2 separate regions of the Anas platyrhynchos genome follow, and region 1 is linked to region 2. A link is a contact called in public Hi-C data. All regions are on one chromosome and are shown on one strand. Each heading gives the region's core, a stretch centred on a gene start, on an enhancer-like site or on the middle of the called end of the contact. The rest is flanking DNA. Distances are from core to core; before and after follow the strand shown.

Region 1 (3,202 bases), core at 638-3,137, 210 kb after region 2:
AGTTACGTTTTCCATGAACAACATCATATTATGTTTCTCTCCTCCTCCCTTGGAAAAAAGAAATAGAATTGTTTCACCATTTATTTTTGCTATCCAGAACACAAAATGCCTACGGATCTTGAGATGTTAATAAATAAATAACAGGGATTTTTACCCATAATCAACTAATCAAGATTGGCAAAATGCTGCAGATTTTTAACTAAAGATTTTTCATCACAAACTATACTAAAGTAACTCTGATTCCTCTGAAAGCCCTGAAGTACATTCAGAAACAGGTATTAATTTATTCAAAATGTATTTGAGGGTGTTGTTTTTTTTTCCAAATGCATTGCTGTAAATAGCTAGGTTTATAAAGAACTACCAGCAGCATTTATCAAATTCCTTCCATCTTTATTTAGACCACTTTCTACTGAACTAGTTAGGATTTAGCCCTACCCACCACGTAAAGGAGTTGCATAATGATCCCTTTATACTCATTAACTACCATTTTAATGAGCTATTACTACCTCGGGACTCAGAAGACCTCAGGGAGGTTGTAACATGCCACTACCCATATAGTAATTCACTGCTGAGTTAGTACATAGCCTCCTTGAAAGAATATAGGAATGCCCTCCATCACTCTCTGTAGTACAGATGCCAGCGTCAGCAAAATTTCTGTAAGACACAACCCAGCCTAAACCCTAATAAAAAACCATCTCAGTTAAACTCCAATAAGCTTAACAGATTTCCTATTACTATGGCCCACCGCTTTGCTAAAAGTTGCCACCCTCCTAACAGGGTGAGCTGAAAGCAGGAGCACTGCCTGACTGCAGCTCACAGTTTGATGGCATACAGCAAGGCACATCTGATAAAGGGACACGGCAGAAAGCAGAGGACATCCCAAATGACCATTCACAAAAGCTGACAGGTCTTTATGGGCCATAAACTAGCCAAGGAATGTTCAAAGGAACCTGCATAAAGAAATCAAGCTTATCATTAGGAACCGTCAATTAAAACTCTCTCACACACATTGAATTTATACATCACTGAAAGCTGAAGTAAAACAAAACTAAATTATTTTTCATTAAAAAAATCTTGCCCTTATTTAAAAAAACATATATATGCCATGACTTGTGATGGAACTGAACTGAAGACAGCCCTTCCCATTCACTAGTGACTTTGTATGGAAATTGGTATTATGGTTGCTTAAAATGCCTGTTTGACATTATTTCCAGTGTGAACAAGCCAAGTACACCTGAAGAAAGATACTCACCTCTCAAAATTTATGGCAGCTGTAGGCAGACACTGTTACACACAGTGGCACACTGTTCCCTGAATTGCCCTCTATGTTTTTTAAATCCAAGTGCTTGCACTGAACCCTAGTGAGAGGCAGAAAGTTGCACATGCCCAAGTGGGAGGCAGGAAGATCACTTTCCTGCTTTTCATAAAGCCATTCCCTGCAAGGAGTTACTGTTCTTTTCCAGTACTACCTTGGAGGCACCCTGTTTGTGCCAGGAAAGGAGGGAATTCATTCATTCAGATCCATAAACTGCAAACCTCCTGGTCTGCAAGAGGCAGAAGACCAGAGCAAGACCTCCAGGCACTACTCACATGCGGAGGGTACAGAAGGCAGCGGGTACCAAACACGTGTATGAGCGCACACGTGCCTGCTCCTCTCCTCACCCAGACTTTAAGATAATTCAGTGCAAACGAGCCTTTTTTGCTGGGAAGCTAAGTAGCCTGTCAGCACTGTCACAGGGCTGAGAGAGACAAAATAATAGTTCTCACCCTCTGAAGTCAAAGTAATGGAGCAAATGTACGGCCATTTTTCAGTCACTGATAGGAAAAGGCAGCGTTTGGAGGGACCGTAGTTGCCTCCCCTCGTCTCTCATTCACCCATAGAGCCCCATTCTCGTCATAAGGAACGTATCTGTTTGCTCCCTCCCCGTTTTCATTTCCTCCCCATCACGAGCCCAAGCAACAAGCAGATAAGAGGCATTTTGTCCTGGCACTGGAAGGAGAGCTCCTCAATCTGGAGGCAGCAGCCGACTGCAGGAAGCAGAAAGTTGGCTGAGCAGAGCTGGTAGCAAGACAAACTGCAAAAGGAGGAAAGATCAAAATAAAGGGGAAGAGCGTGCATTTTTCTATGCCTATGGAAAAGAAGAATTACCAGTTGAGTGAACAGCAATAAAAACTTGGCACAGGTTACATGCCATTAACTACGCTATGAGAAATCTGTTTCAGCCAACTGACCGCAGAAGATAGTGACTATTACTAATTCATTTACTTGCCTCTCAACATAGGATTACGGGATTATCAGCATTAAAGATAACAGTGCAAGTCAGCAGATAAAACTCTGATACCACGGTCTCTAGAAGAAGCACTGACAAACGTAGACTGTTTCAAAACCAAAAGCCATAGGAAAAGTTTTGTGACCACGGGACATAAGTGAATCAAAGATAAATTACCATACAGTATTTTAACATGGGTTCTTCCCCAGAAGTTATAAACAGAAAGTCAGGACTTGATGAAAGATCAACAGGCAGGCGAGAATATTTAGTAACTTTTGCCACAGGTAGAGAAGAAAGGAATAAAGCTGCAAGCTACTACGTGGAAAAAGCATTCCGTTACTGACAACCCCACAAGCACAAACCGCAGGCCAAAGCCACGTTTCCTTCTATCTCATAACCTCAGCTGTGGAATCGAATCCAAGAAATTGCATCAGCCAGATGCAATTTCTTCCTCTCCTAACTTGTTAGGGGCGGGGGAAGGCTCTTTGTCAGAACAAACAAAACAAAAACCAAATAGCGGTGGCAGAAATATTGCAAAATTATTTCTGGAAGAGTAAGTCACAGCAAGTGTCACTGGCCAAAATAAAAGAAATACTTGCTGCGGGGCAAAGAAACTGAGTAAGCAGGCAGAAACGGGACTGGAATGAGCGTTTCCTTGTCGAGCTTCCCTCTCCCAATTAGTCCCACACAAACCCCGAGCAGTCCGGCAGATGCCAGCAGTGGGAGCCGAATACCCTGTGGCAATGTCAACAAAGAGCATGCTGTTGGCAAACAGACCGAAAGGATAAAAAGTTTTGGTCAAGCTCTATTTCAGTTCTCTTTTGTTATCAGGAGAAAAGTTGGTACCTTATTTTTTGGGTGTTGGTTTGGTTTGTTTTTTTAGTAAGCAGCGAGAGAAATAACTGTTTAAAAGAGTGGGATTGTTAAAAGAT
Region 2 (3,129 bases), core at 405-2,904:
AAAAAAAAAAAAAAAAAAAAAGAGAGAGAGAGAGGGAAGGAGGAAAAAAAAAAAAAAGGCTTCAATTCCAAATGTCAATATCCACTCCGTGTATTGGCAACATGGTGCGGGGAGTTCGCGTTACCCCGTCAGGTAGAGCTAAAATAAAGAGCGAGATCGCCCTGCCAAAGAGGCAGCCTCGCATGCCAAGGCGAAATGCAGGCGAGCCCCCAGTTTCGCAGGAATTCTAGAGAGACCTGGGAATTTCGAGGAGTGCATCCGGAAATTGAGGAAGTCTATTGAAGGGAGCCTCTAACTCGGAGGGCAGAGATTTAGGAAAGTCAGCCTTGGACTACTGTTGCTCTCTCCGCGCAGATGTAAAAAATCGCCGCTGTTCAACTTAATCCATGTGTGCGCGAAACCGCGGTGGCTACTTCTCCCCTCGGGAAGCTAAGGAGAGCCTTCCCGTCCGAGAAACCGGAGCTAGAGCGAATTACATTTCGTCCCTCGAATTAGCAAAGGCTTCACTGGGTGGATCTCGTGATATTTCAGCCTTGAAACGCGCCCGAGAGGCAGCGGGGAACAATGCCTCGTCGCAGCTAATGCCAGCCGCCGGGGCAGCCGGCGCTGCAGCTGGCTGGAGCAGCGTGCGCCTTTCGGGAGAGAGGCATCGAGCCGTGCTCGGGGGGCTGCGAGCGAAGTTGCGAGGGAAAACAGCTGCTCCCGTTAAAAAGGAACCACCGTGGTCTTTCTAGAGCGAGAGACAATAAGGGTCGTTTCAAAATTCCTCCTGATGTACTTATACGCCGCCAACACCCCCCCCCTCCCCGCACACACACACACACACCACCCCCCTCCCCGCTGCTCTCCTCCCCCTGCTTTAAGGTTAAGGCTAGGGAGTCAACAGTGAGGGAGCAGTAAAGTCCGGGAAAGCTTTTCAGCAGACGTAAAAAAAAAAAAAAAAAAAAAAAAAAGGAAAAAAATAGAGAAAAAGAAAACAAGAAAAACACAAAACGCCCCCCCCCCCTTCAAAAAATAAAAAGAAAAATAAAAAAAGAAAAAAGAAAAAAAAAAGGGGGAAAAAAGCCCCTCTGGGCTGCAAAGCCATTCGTTTGCAGGCATTTGGGGTGCTTTGGGCTCCTGTGCGGGGGCTCGCAGGCAGGGCCGCCCGCAGTCCCTGCAGCTGACAGCCTGGCAGCGGGATCCGGCAACTATTTCAAAAATGCCTCCTTTTTGTTTGCTTCATTCCGGCGCTATCCAACGCCTCGGAGCAGGAGCGGCTATTTGGCCGAGCTCCGCTCCCGGCTAGGCACAGCCCTGAGCCTCCGGGTCGAAGGGGAGAGGGGCTGCGGGCGGTGCGAGCCGCCCCCCGTACTTACAGGCACCCGCACACCCTCTGAGCCGCATCCCTCTCCCCGGCTCCCCCGGAGCCCTCTGTTTCTCTACTTCTCCAGCGGGTTTTTGTGTGCGAGGCGAACCAGGCGGCTCTCCCCGGGCCAGCAGCACGCGTTTGTGCATCCGGGGTCGTCTTGGAGCCCGCCGGGGGAGAGCCTGATAAAGGGCCGCCGGGGGCCCCTTGCACACGCACACGCGAGGCAGGGACTTTCAGATGGATTTGCACGCACGCAGGGGAACGGCGATCAATAGCGAGCCACGTTTACGGCCGGGCTTGGGAACGCGCAAGGCGGCCGAAAGGATTAAAATTAAAAAAAAAAAAAAAAAAGAATGAAAAAAAAAAATCGAGGTGTCTGGTAGCAATTAGGTGCAAAGTTAGGCACTAATTTACTCGCTCGCAGCCTGCGTGGACGCCTGCGTGGCGGTGTGCTGTGCATGTGTGCGCGCAGCCGGCCGGACGTGTGGCCCTCTCTGGAAAACGAGGGAGTTTCTTTGTTAATTCCGTGGCCGGTGTCCCCCTCAGTCGCGATCAAAGATGCACATGATTAAAGGCATGGAGGTTTGGCTCGCCTTTCTGCAGATAAGGAGGCCCGGAGATGCCCGCTTTTGCCAAATCCACATGCATGCAACTCCGCGGAGTTGTGAGCACAGGGCACACACACACACACACCCCGGGACTATCAATCAAACGTGCTCCTTTTCACGTTGAGTAGCGTGCAATCTGCAATCTCCACTCTATAGGCAGTAGCGTTTCAGTCTTGAAGCTGTCTGGCCGAAGGATAAACCTCATTAGGAAAGAAAGAGAAAAAATAATATTCATAATCGCTCGCCGTGGACCTATTCCCATTTATTGGGAATCGCATACTTTCATTTTGGTAAACTTGTGTTAAAATATACGTGCTCGCGGGGAAGCGCTTAACCACATTGTTCCAGAAAGAAAATGCACGTAGCGTTTGAAATGCTCCTTTTACGCGATGTTTTGATTTATTTTCATAGGATGATTATGTTTAAATACCAGCGCAATTCAGCCTGACCTCTTCCTTCTGCAATGAAGTAATGCACACACCATTTACAGTCTTTTAAACGTGGAGTTGGGAAATGCAACAGCGATGTCCACCAGCAGTTGTACTAATGGGGAGAAATCTTTTGAAAATCTTCAGGAAAACCTAAGAGGTCACGTGCATTTTCACACTAGGATTGCCACATTATTAGAGTCTTATTATTATTTATTATTATTTGTTAAGTGCTGGGCCACGTCTCCAGGTATTGACAAGCATTAAATAAACCTTTTGCTTTCCCGGCTCTGGGCAGAAATATAGATTGCAAATGAGAACTTCTTTTCTAGCCCTATACCCTGCTTTTAGATATCGCTGTGCATATTTTGCTCAAGGAGGACACAGAAAGCAGCTAGAGGCTATCACAAAGAGTCCAGTAACGTAAATATAATAGGGTCAAAGAACAGTATAATGGGATCCTTCTGCTATTTTAAAGTCAGCCAAATGTGACTGTAGTACGTAAAATTTGCCGTAAATTCTGGTGTGACAACAAATGAGAACGTATAACTAAATCTCCTAAAAATGTAGGACAAAGAAATGCCAACCATCAGCCCGAACAAAAAATCATAATCTGGCCAACACCGCTATGCCTAGGAGTTTCACTGGGTATTTTCTTTTCCCTTTTTTTCCTTTTTCCTTTTTTTTTTTTTTTTTTTCCTAAACAAAGCGGCAATGTCGAATTCTGCCGAGTGCTTTTTAA

Evidence for each region. A called contact is a pair of places that touch in the nucleus more often than the background predicts.
Region 1: a contact with region 2 is called in a Hi-C map of subcutaneous adipose tissue, with 2.0 times the contacts expected there. The contact joins the enhancer-like site here to the promoter of SKIDA1 in region 2. A contact is called at or near these places in 4 of 8 Hi-C or Micro-C datasets (F1 follicle, liver, skeletal muscle and 1 more).

What each region holds. Positions count from the first base shown.
Region 1 is chr2:140,518,189-140,521,390 of IASCAAS_PekinDuck_T2T, forward strand. The region is part of intron 1 of DNAJC1 (DnaJ heat shock protein family (Hsp40) member C1); the gene reads right to left. Among named protein-coding and RNA genes, the nearest start is that of DNAJC1, 24 kb to the right of the region's middle. Within about 2 kb of position 1,888, at least 2 of the 8 cell types and tissues checked have an H3K27ac peak or open chromatin away from gene starts, as enhancers often do. A contact at or near this core is called in subcutaneous adipose tissue, where this site is marked.
Region 2 is chr2:140,307,543-140,310,671 of IASCAAS_PekinDuck_T2T, forward strand. It overlaps SKIDA1 (SKI/DACH domain containing 1), which reads right to left and starts at 1,655. Exons shown (of 2, transcript XM_072033693.1): 1 at 1,359-1,655.